2 separate regions of the Zea mays genome follow, and region 1 is linked to region 2. A link is a contact called in public Hi-C data. All regions are on one chromosome and are shown on one strand. The core of a region is the stretch at or near the end of the contact, and the rest is flanking DNA. Distances in the headings are between cores, read along the strand shown. Region 1 holds the start of LOC541630 (Two-component response regulator ARR9). Region 2 holds the start of LOC100857065 (protein LATERAL ROOT PRIMORDIUM 1).

Evidence for each region. A called contact is a pair of places that touch in the nucleus more often than the background predicts.
Region 1: a contact with region 2 is called in a Hi-C map of leaf, with 4 times the contacts expected there. The contact joins the promoter of LOC541630 here to the promoter of LOC100857065 in region 2. A contact is called at or near these places in 2 of 25 Hi-C or Micro-C datasets (both in leaf).

The regions. Positions count from the first base shown.
Region 1 is chr8:164,144,357-164,150,441 of Zm-B73-REFERENCE-NAM-5.0, reverse strand. It overlaps LOC541630 (Two-component response regulator ARR9), which reads left to right and starts at 2,933. Exons shown (of 5, transcript NM_001153304.1): 1 at 2,933-3,103; 2 at 3,250-3,374; 3 at 3,503-3,580; 4 at 3,694-3,764. The coding sequence starts at 2,998. LOC100273137 reads left to right here. Exons shown (of 8, transcript NM_001147584.1): 6 at 12-155; 7 at 479-653; 8 at 746-1,056. The coding sequence ends at 898.
Region 2 is chr8:163,924,901-163,931,067 of Zm-B73-REFERENCE-NAM-5.0, reverse strand. It overlaps LOC100857065 (protein LATERAL ROOT PRIMORDIUM 1), which reads right to left and starts at 2,869. Exons shown (of 2, transcript XM_008658638.4): 1 at 272-2,869; 2 at 1-184. The coding sequence starts at 971.

The DNA.
Region 1 (6,085 bases), core at 1,684-4,183, 220 kb before region 2:
TGATTTAATAGACATAATGTGAAAGTCGTCCCTATCCTTGTTGGTGCACTTAGCTCCCAAAACGAAGCCTTGTATGGGCAGCTGCTCTCCAAATATGTGGATGACCCAAAAAACTTCTTTTCCGTGTCGTCAGACTTCTGCCATTGGGGATCCAGGTAAGCGGTTAGCTTTTATGTGCCTCCTTACTCGTGTCTCTTGCTTGTATGACCAGTGGGAGAAAAATCATGAATTCTGTACATCTTTGAGTAAATTAACTTGTGGTCAGAGTAACATGAGCACGCCATTGCCAGAGCAAGTTAATTTGTATGTCAGGTAGTCCAATGCTCTTGTTATCGCAGACTCAGTGTGTATAGCTTACAAGAACTTGTCACTTGCCTATTTTAGCATCTGAAGATCTCTTTTGTTCGTTGGTTCGTTTCATCACCATCATCTATTGTGGTAAATGGAAATGATTCTATTGATCCCATTCTCACACCAGGTTTAGCTACACATACTACGAAAAGAAGCACGGTGCCATCCATAAATCTATCGAGGCCTTGGACCGTATGGGCATGGAGATCATAGAGACTGGCGATCCCGTAGCGTTCAAAGAATACCTGCAGGAGTACGAGAACACCATATGCGGACGCCACCCCATCAGCGTCTTCCTTCACGTAAGTAAATGACTTTCTGCTTGTCAAAAACCTACTCTCGATGAATGCCTTCCGTTTTACTTCAGCCACTGCATTTTTTTTGTTTGCTTCAGATGTTGAAACATTGCTCGACAAAAATTAAGATAGGCTTTGTCCGCTACGAGCAGTCCAGCCAGTGCAAGAACATGAGGGATAGCAGCGTGAGCTATGCATCCGCAGCAGCGAAGGTTGCTGGTGCATCCGGGGAAGAAGATAAACAAGACTGAGCGAGCTACAGCTCTGTTTGATATACTATATATAAGCCGCCAAACCTTGGTGCGGAATGTGTGACTGGTTTCCCATAAGAAAAAGAACATGTGATTTGGTAAAACATTTTCTTCTTCAGTAAAATAAATAAATATGCAGACTGCTGGGGATCTGTACTAATTAATTAAGAGATTTTCCTAATTCATGCATCGACCTGATTGGACTGGGGCAGGTGCCTGCGATTCGGTGCTTGCGTGGATCGCCGCCCATCTGCGTAAGCAGATCACGCATGTCAGCGTGCATGTGGTGGCGACGAACTGAAGAAGATACGCACACATACAGTAAAGGCACGTCCACTAGTTTGTTTGTGACACTTGTGCATATATTACTACTACTCTACACAGTATGTCAGTACCTACCTGCAAGTTGCTAGAATCAACGTGACCCTTTTGGAAACCAAGGGCCAGTTGCATCCATCTGGAGGATGAATAAATGACTTGGAATAGGAACGAGCTCGTCCTTGGAGAAATAGCAACGGGCTTTGACTTAAAAATCTACATTTACTGAACCTACTAGTGCTATACTCCACTGGTAGGTTCAGATTACCCATGCGTAGGAGAGGAGATTAAAAATGCAGGTGCAAATTTTATGGTGTCGTTTGGGTCGAAATTTTGTAACGTACGGTTAACGAGAACGAAATGACAGATCAATGTAAAAAGCTGAAGGAAAAAGCAGAAGCTGCCATAGCAAGCAAGCTGTCCAATCAATCAGATCGATCGACTGTGGAGACTAGGGTTGAATATCTTTCGGATTGTTCCAGTTTAAGCTGACTCATAGAGTCAGTTTAGCTCGGGTCGTTTACGGGTTTAAGTTAGCTCGTTTAACTTATGAGCAAAGTAAAAAAATATATAAATAATAATCAATTTTTAGTTAATTTTAAACTAATTTAACAATAGAAAATAATAATTATACTCATAATTTTTAAAACTATATCGATGTAACATCAAATTAACACAACTCATTAATTCATAATTCACACGCATATTCATCAGTTTAACATATAGTTTAACATACAGTTATATTCGCATAAACCAATTTAACACATAGGCATTGTTCATACATATAACATGTTCATCATTTGTTACGTAAATGGTATGCATATAGTTTGTTCGCGAGCTGGCTTGTTAACAAACTAAGCTAGGATGTCAGTCCAGCTCGTGAAAAAAAGTTCAAACAAGCCGACGAACAACGAGCATTTTGTCCAGCCCTATTAAAGGCCCAAAGAGCGAAGTAGCAAGGAAATAGGGCTGAACGAAATGCTCGTGGCTCGTTAGCTCGCTCGGTTCATGGTCAGCTCGGCTTGGCTTGGATCGGTTCATTTGATTTTTTTTTTCACGAGCTAAGCTGACATCTTAGTTTGGTTCGTTAATGAATCAGCTTGGATTGTTAATGAGCCAGCTCATGAGCTAACACATTTCAGTAAAACGAAACTATGCATATCATTTACATAATAATTGATACACATGTTATATGTATGCGTGGTGTCTGATCTATAAGTTAAACTAATGATTAATGAACTATGTTTATGTGTTAAATTGATTTATGCGAATATAATTATCGATTAAACTAATAAATGTGTATGTGAATTGTGAATTGATGTGTTATGCTAATTTGACGTTATATTGAAATTGTATTTGAAATTATAAATATAATCACTATTTTCTATTATTAAATTACTTTAAAATTAATGAGAAATTTATTATTATATATATTTTCTGATCTAGCTAGTGAGCTAAACGAACCAAATGGATCTTTAAACGAGCCGGGGTCGCGGGGATGGGAAATCATGGAGCCGATTAGTTGTGGAGATTCGGGTGCGTGATCCGGTCGGATCTTGCTTTCCCAGGGGAGTGGGGGCGGGGATCGAGGCCACGCCGCTGCGTGGGCGGCTGGGCGCGCGTCTGACGTGCCGTGCCGTACCATGGCTGCCAGGCTGCGCCGCTCGCCTATATCCTCCCCTCCTCCCCCGCCTTCCCTCTGCATCTCCCTCTACCCGCCGCCACATTCATCAGTAGAAACCACCTATCCTGCCTGCTCTACCTACCTCCGCTCCCCAGCCATGACGGTGCTGGACGCCGAGTCGCGGTTCCATGTCCTGGCGGTGGACGACAGCATCATCGACAGGAAGCTCATCGAGATGCTGCTCAAGAGCTCGTCTTACCAAGGTGAGCCAACGCCGCCTGGCCCTCAGCCTAAACAGGACAGGGACAGCGCGTCCGTCCGTCCGTATTCTCTCCTTGGGTTTTTTTCGTTGAAATGAAATCCCCTCTCGCCATCGGTTTCTAACCGCGTACCCCTTGTTGTGGTTCAGTGACCACGGTGGATTCCGGGAACAAGGCGCTGGAGCTGCTGGGGCTGAGGGACAACGGCGCGGAGGACGCGTCGCCGCCGTCATCGTCCTCATCATCTTCGTCGTCGTCCTCCCCTGACCATCAGGTAAATCGGAAACTCCCTCACTTATTGCCTCTCGCCTGCCTGCTCGGATTGGCACCCACCCTGCTCTCTTCTGTTCCGTTCTGCCTGTAACCAACCAACCTCTGTCTTGTTCTTGCTACGCGCTGCAGGAGATCGACGTGAGTCTCATCATCACTGACTACTGCATGCCCGGCATGACAGGATACGATCTGCTCAAGCGAGTGAAGGTGAGGGGGCCTCAAATTAAATTCCTCCCTCCCTCTCCCCATTGCTCGGGCTCTCACTTATTAAAATAACCCCCGTGGTGTGGTGTGGTCCGCTTGCCGATTCCGGGATGCAGGGGTCCTCATCGCTCAAGGACATTCCGGTGGTGATCATGTCGTCTGAGAACGTGCCTGCCCGGATCAGCAGGTGAGCTCCCACCGCATTCAATTTTTAAAACCGCCTTCTCATTCACTCGCGTATGCCACTACCAGCATCCATCGAGTTCTTTCGCTGGTCCACTAGTACGCAACTAGCCGGGAGGAGAGTCTAGATAGGGCAGACCTGATATTCATCTCCTGCTTCTTCATGCTTAGTATACTCCGTAGAATCAGCCGACCGGTGCCTGTCGAGGTACCAGATGGAGCCGTGCTGTTGTTCTTGCCTGCCTGGCTGCCTGTTTCTTCCCAACTGGAAGGGTTGGGGCTGTTAAGGGAGCAGATGGAATATTAACGCCATCATGCTAGATCACCAGTTCTGCATGAAATGATTCAGAATGGATCGAGACAATGTGTGAGGAATATTGTTTAGTAATTTGTTTTCTTTTTTCTTTTTACAAAAAAGCCGCCTAGGGATTACGTATTTATTTAGTTTATTGATGTTGGGATCGATTTCTTGATTGGTCGGAGCGCTGAAAGATCTGCTACTTTTGCCTCCGAGAAAATATGTGCCTTGCAGTGGGAGTCGTTAGTTAAAGCCTGCCTAGTTAGCAGGTCTAAAACTTGTCCAGTTAGTAGGTCTTAAGCTTGCAAATAAGTAGATTCTCCCTGCAAACACTCTGCCTTCCATCTTGCTAATCCGCTCCTCCTCTGCCTCGTAACTTTTCACTTTTTGCCAAAATGAAAAATTAACAATATTGCTATTTAGTTGCTGCCTAGTACCACGTACACTTTAAAAAAACAATCCACTTTCCGCCAATTAGGTTCAATTTAAACAAAGCCGGCAGCGGCCAGACGACCAAGAGATTTGATCTTTTTCCAGATGAGAACAAAAGAGGAGCATAGTAGCGTGATTTGACGGGACAATTATGGCAGAAAAAAAGGCCAGGAATTCCCCAGAACAGCTCCAGCTCGACGTTGCCGTGTAACGGAACGGAAGAATTGAATGCATACTAGATCGCCATATCTGGGTGACAGCGACGTAGAGCATAGGAAAGGTCCGTCTCGCTGTCGGCAGCGGTTCTCCGTAATTTCTTCCTCTATATCCCACTGTCCCGCCAGGTTAGTAAAATTTCATTCTCTCAGAATGTGTTTGGTTTGAGGAATAAAGTGATACATCTTCTTCCCACTTTTCACTTTTTTATTTGGTTTGTGGAATAGAATGAGTTGATCCATCACCACTCCATTACTCATAGGCTAATAATTAGTATATACATGAGGAGTGAGTTGATTCCACCAAAATTGATGAAATGAACTTATGATGCATCACCTCATAAAGTATAGAATGACTACACAAACCAAACACACCATAAATTTTCATCCATCTCTCGGAACGATTACCTTTATATCATATTTACAAGTTACAACCCCTCCATCCTAATACAATAGTTTTTTTAAAGTGCTAGGCTGTCTCCAGCGTAATAAATAATAAGCATTTCCATCCATGTTTATTAATATTTTTTATTTTTAAATTTTTTAATTTGAACCAAACAGTAAGTATGATTATTTTTGCAAAAAATACAATACAAAATAGAATGAGTGGTAGTTGAAGGGAAATGTATATTTTATTAGGATGATGGGTTGTAGAAATAGAGGGAACCGCTATGGGAGATAGAAATTTATGAAATATTGTTGATGTGGCGCAACAATAGGATATAGGAGAAAAAATCTAGGTGTTGTTTGGTTTGGAGGAATGTAACATGATTTAATTACAACGGTAACATATTAGGTTGCATCGTATTTGTTTGTGCTACAATACAATGTAATCTATTACTCTGTAATTGGATACAGACATGTAGAAAATGGAGCGTTATCCATATTCCATACCCCTCATACCAGTGTGATGGGTTACCACGATGGGTTACCAGGACTTACCTAAGCTGAATCAAACAATAATTTGCTTACTTTTTCCCCCCATTTATAACGTTATCAGACGATGTTTGCGTTGCTGTTCAAATTCCACAACCAAACAACACCTTGCTGTGCTATGGTTGTGGCCTTGTGGGCCAAGATCTCACGAAATCATTCGGACACAAACTCACACCAAATGGATGGATTTGTTGAAAATATATATATATATACATATTCCAAAAAATATTTATGCTTTTTTGTAGTTCACACCACATTCCCATCTCGTGTTCTGTTTTTTTTGTAGTTCATTACAACAACAACAACAAAGCCTTTTTGTCCCAAGCACGTTGGGGTAGGCTAGAGATGAAACCCCGTATGAAAACCTCAGAGCTCAACCCCCAAAGAACAGAAAAGGGAAACAAAGGCAAAGGAGAACCGAAAACAACGAAACGGGGAAACACA
Region 2 (6,167 bases), core at 1,620-4,119:
GCCGCGTGGCGCCCGTCGTCGGGGCCCTGGTCGTACAGGAACCCCTTGAAGAGGTGGCCGTTGATGGTGACCGTCGCCTGGTACGCGTACTCGTCCTCGCCGTCCTCGATGGACGTCACGCGCACGCACTTGAACACCGCCGGCGCGCGCACCTGCCTCGGGAGGCTGTCCCTGAACGACGCGTCTGCAGCGCGACGAGACACGGTTTGGGTGGGAAGGATCCGACCGTGGACGGCGTGATGCTGCTCGGTAAATGGCGGGTAGGACGTACCTTGGTGGCTGGACGTGGTGTCGAAGCTTCGGGGCGTCGTGGCGTTGGAGGTGGACGTGTGCGAGGTGGTGGTCTGCGACGAGAGGAGGCGGGGCTTCTTGGACGCGGACGCGGACGCGGACGCGGCGACGGCCGCCGCGGAGGCGGTGGCGGGGGAGGACGAGGCGGAGCCGGAGGCGGCGAGCTGCTGGCGCTCGCGGCGGCGGGCGGCGGGGACCCAGGTGCTCTTGACGTGCGTGTTGCAGTCGAAGCCGCGGCTCTTGCAGCAGGTGCGGCACCGGTTGTGGCCGCAGTCCTTCTTCGCTTGGTTGCCGCAGTCCTGGCACGTGGTGGCGCCGGAGCCTGAGGAGCCGGCGCCGGCGTCCAGCATCGGGAGGGGCTTCTTGAGGTAGGCGAAGGGGCTGGCGCTAGGGTTAGGGTTAGCGCCCGCTGCAGCAGCCGGCGACGACGGCGGCGGAGGCTGCTGCTGCCAGAACTGGATGGCGCTGGCGGAGGCCGACTTGTCCGGATCAAGCACGCAGGGGCCGCCGGAGAGCAGCGGGAAGATGGGGTCGCCGGAGGCCGCCGCAGCCGCGGCGGCGGCGGCGGCGGCCTCGTGGTGGTGGTGGTGGTGGTGCGTGTGGTGGAAGGAGGCGGCGGGCGCGACGACGACCATCCCCACGTCGGCCATCCCGTAGTTCATGGCGGCCGCCTGGCGCATGGCGGCGGAGGCGGAGGACGCCGGGCCCCAGAGGCCCGCGCCCAGCGAGGCGCCGGAGGCGGCCGCGGCCGCGGCGGCCGCCGCGCTGGCATTGAAGCCGAGGGAGAGGTCGTCCCCGCGCGCCGCGGCGGCGGAGGAGGCGACCCAGTCCGCGAAGGCGCCGGTGTCGGATGGGAAGCGCCGTCCCGAAGCCACACTTATAGGGCCGGGGATGGAATCCGTCCGCGGAGGCAGCAGCGGAGAGAGAGTGGGGAGCTGCTTCGCTGCGGTCGGAGCAGCCGCAAAGATTTAAAATTTCGCTGCTTGCGCCGCTGTAGATTTCGTTACGGCAGCAGCGGCAGGCAGCGGCCGGCAGCAGGTAGGAGTGAAAAGGAGGCTACGCTACGCGCAGTGGATCCGGTCCGAATAAAAATCTCCTCCTCCTCTTCCTCCTGCGGCACCTCCCAGCTGAGCTGAGCTGAACTTGCTGCTGGTTCTCCGCCCACGCCAAGAGGGTATTGGAGTATCTTCTCTGAGTTGCGCAGCTAGTGCAGTAGAGCGTCCTGTCTCTCTCTCTATCTACCCCCCTAATCACTGGCTTCCTCTCTCCCCTACCCTATATACCTGGTCCTGTTCCTATCATCATCATGATCATCATCAATATCTACTCTCAGCCTTCAGTGGGGAACTCTAACACCCCCTTTTCGCTCGTCTTTTTCCTCCCCTTACCTCGCTTCCTGCCCTGCTGCTGCTGCTAGTCTAGCGATTTTTATTGCGATTTCTTCAGCCTAGGACAGTGACATGGAAGAGAGAGAGGAGAGGAAGAAGAAAAGGGATGGTAGAGAGAGACTAGTAGAGCGAGAAAGCTTCTCGCGTCTCTCTCCTCTGGAACTGGAGGAAGGAGGAAGGTTGCAAGAGAGAGAGAAAGGATAGGATAGGAAAAGAAGAGAAAAGAAAGGGGTGGGTGGGGTGGTTTTATGAATATAAGTGGGCGGAGTGGGGACACTGAAATTCCTCTGTGAGATCTTCTCGATCACTCCCTATCTATCTTTGGCGGTGGGATTTCCAATTGGCTTCCTCTTCCCCCGCTTGTCTTGTTGCCCCCGTCCCTGCCGCTGCCGCCTGCCCTGCAGCCTGCAGCAGCTCGCACCACTGCTGACCCCCTGCGCACCACTGACGAGCTTCTTCTGCTGCTGCTGATGGCTTCTGCTCCTGCCGATCCTGCAGCCGCGTTGAAGGCGTGAGCGCTCTTCAGCGGGAGGGGTCAGGGTCAGGGATCTATCTAGCTAGCTAGCCTGCTGCCTACCCCTCCTGCCAACATTGGAATCGATGTATCCCACGCATCCACACACACTCACACATTTGCCAACGGTCAGACATCCACTGTGGTCAGTAGTATACTCTCCTCCGTTGCCCGCGAACGCCTTCCTTTTTGTTTTTTTCTACTCGCCAAGCACAAGCATGCTTCCTTTCTGCAGCCTCAAATATATATTTTTTCCCGATCATACAAATATCCTCTTTACAGCTGCAAGCTGCTTCGATCGTCGTCGTGCCATTACTACACTAACCCGCACCCCGCAGGATCCTCTCTGCCGCAACGTTCCGCAGCCAAACGCCCGACGCGTGGATCTGAAATTGGCTCCACTCGGCAGCGGCGGCCAACGGCGGAGCAACCGCTCACTCACACTATTGTGATGAGTATTGTGGCGGCATCCATGTCATACGCTTCAGAAAGCATCTGACGGTGACCAGCTCGGAACAGTCTAATTCGTTTCGAAAGTAAATTATTGTTCTGCCAATTGTTATGTACGGGAAAAAAATGTCCAAAATGATCTGTGCAGGATACGCAGATAGCATGTTGTTCTACCCTAATTCAGCTTAATACATAATAATAATAATACTATCTGGCTTGCAAAACAAAAAACAATTCTATCATATCTACCATGTTGTTTTACCCTAATCCAACTGAATACATATATGAATCACTTTTTCTTCTTTTGGCTCAACTAACACTGTGGACGGAACATATATATATCATTTCATTCTTTTTTGCATTCACTAGCATTGGGTGTGCTCTTCTCATATGTCCAAACTGGGTCGTACATGCAGCAATGGGAAACAATCCGCGTGATTGGATACCTAGCCACGTGCGTCCAGGCCCTCCACGTTCCGTTTACCACACTTAACCGATGATTGGTGGGTTGTATGTATGGAGAAGAGCTTGCATGCACCGATGCAACTTAGTGGCTTTTTGTTGTGTCAGTTTGTACGCGTGGAGATACGGAGAGAGAGGATCCCTGCGCATCCAGGCCGCCGCGAGCCTTGCGCCCACGAGCTGGACGTCCAATCACGCTGAATGCGACTTCTTAGATCCCATCGTCATCTAATCTTTGTTATCTACCATTCGTATAGTAGTGAGACTTAAATTCATATGTTAGATGGTATGGCCTATAATTCTAATCATGTAGACCTTCTAAGAGGTCGGATGTAGGTTAAACGCTTTTACCTTAATTTTAATAATATTTTAATCCTTTGTGTCTTGGATAGAAAATGTCAATCAAAACTATTATGAATAAATGGATATATGTCTTTCTTCACTGCTTTATCCTAACTTATGTTAGAGTACGCAATCTAAGGTCGGTTACCATTGGACACTCATCCTAAGTGTCAACAACATTTCTCCTATTATTAGATCAACACCAACCATTCCCTCATATGTCTCTCATGTCTATACTTTCTAATATATCTCACTACATCTTTTAAAGGAAACTCCCCCCTAGGGATGAAAACGTTTTCGGAATTTTTCGGTATTCCGGTAACCGATTTCGAAATTTTTCGATTGGATTCATCGGTAACGGTATTTTTTCAAAAATGGAATCGGTTTTCGGAATTTTCTATCGGAATCGGCGTGGTGTTTTACTGATCGTTTCCTTCGGTTACCGGTTTTTTCGGAAATTACCGGATTTGTGTCTCGGAATTTTCCGGAATCGGGTCTCATAATTTTTCGGAATTGTGTCTCGGAATTTTCCAACATGTGATTTTTCGCATCGCCTGTACGTCTCTAGATAAGGATTACTTGTTATATATTTTTCGGACGCCTTAAGATTTTTTTGGGATAGATGGTGTTGGAAGGCAGTTGAGATTAACGATTTGGTCTTTTCCACACACTAGGTTTTAAGGTATTCCCGTGAGGTTGTGAAAAACTCTTTATGTGAGGAAAAAATATTTCATAAGTAAGCATGCCATGTCAGCTAGATCGAGTGGATATTGTGAATTGTGAACTTTGAGTCTGTGAACTTGTGATCTTTTTGAACTTGTTATACCGTGAACTTGTTATATTATGAACTTGTGATCTTTGTAAACTTTTTATATTATAAATTTGTGATCCTCGTGAACTTGTTATATCATGAATTATGAACTTGTGGTCTTTGTGATCTTTTGTCAACTTCGTTGTATTATGAAGTTTGATATGTTTACCGATCGTATTTTAGATTTCGACCGTTACCGGTGCATTTTTCGCACCAAACTTTCGTTTCTGATGTTTCCGAAATACCGATATTGTTTCCGTTTCCGGAGTTACCATTTTCGATTTTGTTTCCGATAAAAAAAATAAAAACGGTAATGGTTTTAGTGTTTACCGACCGTTTTCATCCCTACTCCCCCCTACAAACATGTTGTCTCCAACCATTCTCTCGATCTGGCTCCCCTAAACAATATAACTCGCCTATTTAAGATTTTTTACCAGTTTTCTAAGTTTAAAATGTATAATATATTTACTGTCGTAATACACATTATTATTAGGTTACGAGCTTACATAGGGTAATGTAGTGTGGAGTATTGGAGGATAAGAAGATGGAACATGATGCTTGAGATTAAAGACGCCCTTCTCTATCTATCTCTTGCTTTTATTGGACATAGCATCTGAAACATCGTGCGACTCTTGTATTTCGAGAATCGTGCGATATGGCTATGCATGATGCTTGAACTACAAGTCAGGTTGACGTGGTGTCTGACAGCTGGCCTCTTTGCGGAGCAATGCATACAACAACAAAAGCCTAGAAGCATCACCCTAAGAGTGGCTAAACCATGGTATCTACCACTTCTGCCACAGTGGGTCGTCGCTTCCACGACTTACTCTGCCATCCCCTGTGCGCCACTACTTAGCCAGGGTTTGTTGGTTGTTACGTCACCCCAGGCACCGACAACATAAGAAGCATAAACATCACGACAGGTCTGCCATATCAGGTGTTTGTGGCAATATTGGTCCCACATGTAGACACCTTGGCCTATGGAGGGCCAGTGAGCCACTGTCGGCACCGAGAGAAGGCATATTGTTAAATTTTGGCAAAGCATCCTTGAAAACCTCATCAACAGAAGATAGATCTGAAGTGGGCTTATCTTGGCATTCTAGGGGACCTTCGCCCTTAGGGCCAAGCCTCAGATCAAGCAGGACCTGTGGCCTTGCAAACCCTTACATTCCTTATGTCACAGCCTCGGGCAGCACTTGCTCTTCTAACCAAACTGACGTGGCGTGTCAGACAAATGAGATAAAGCTCTAGTCTACCACACTTACTGCGAAGGATGATATGACGAGGTCGACGGCTAACATTGCATGGTGCATGTTGGCATAACAAACATTGTTGATATGCATGGGTTGTAGACCTACGTACCCACAAACATTATAAAAAGGATGTGAGGTTACAACGACTAATCAAGTACATTGTATTCGATGGTGTGGACTCTCGTACTTGTCACTATAAAACGACATCGAGAATTTGAGGTTGCTATACGTACATAATTATCGTCTCTTAAACATCTTAATTGGTGTTTCCCGTGGAGATATGAACCTGTTTACGTATAATAAAAGCAACTCCAAAAGAATATGCAAAAAAATTTCCCAAAAACTAATTATAGAGGCCATACTAAAAACTGATTAGGGGTGGAATAAAATGTTTACTCCAGCAGTTTCCCCAAAATAAAAAAACTAAAACTAAATCCATGTAGCTAGCGCACATAATGTCGTTGTTTTTTTAAAAAAAATTGCACGCCACTGCCTTGTGTTCTCGCACACAAGCGCAGGACACGCCCGTCACGCCACCAGCAAGTGCACACACGTATGCAGGCGATTTGGGGAACTTTCTTGTCGCGCATATTTGAGGGACGTGGGTCCTTGTTTGCGGGTCACGAAAAAATTTGAGTGAGGAAGAGTGAAAGTCG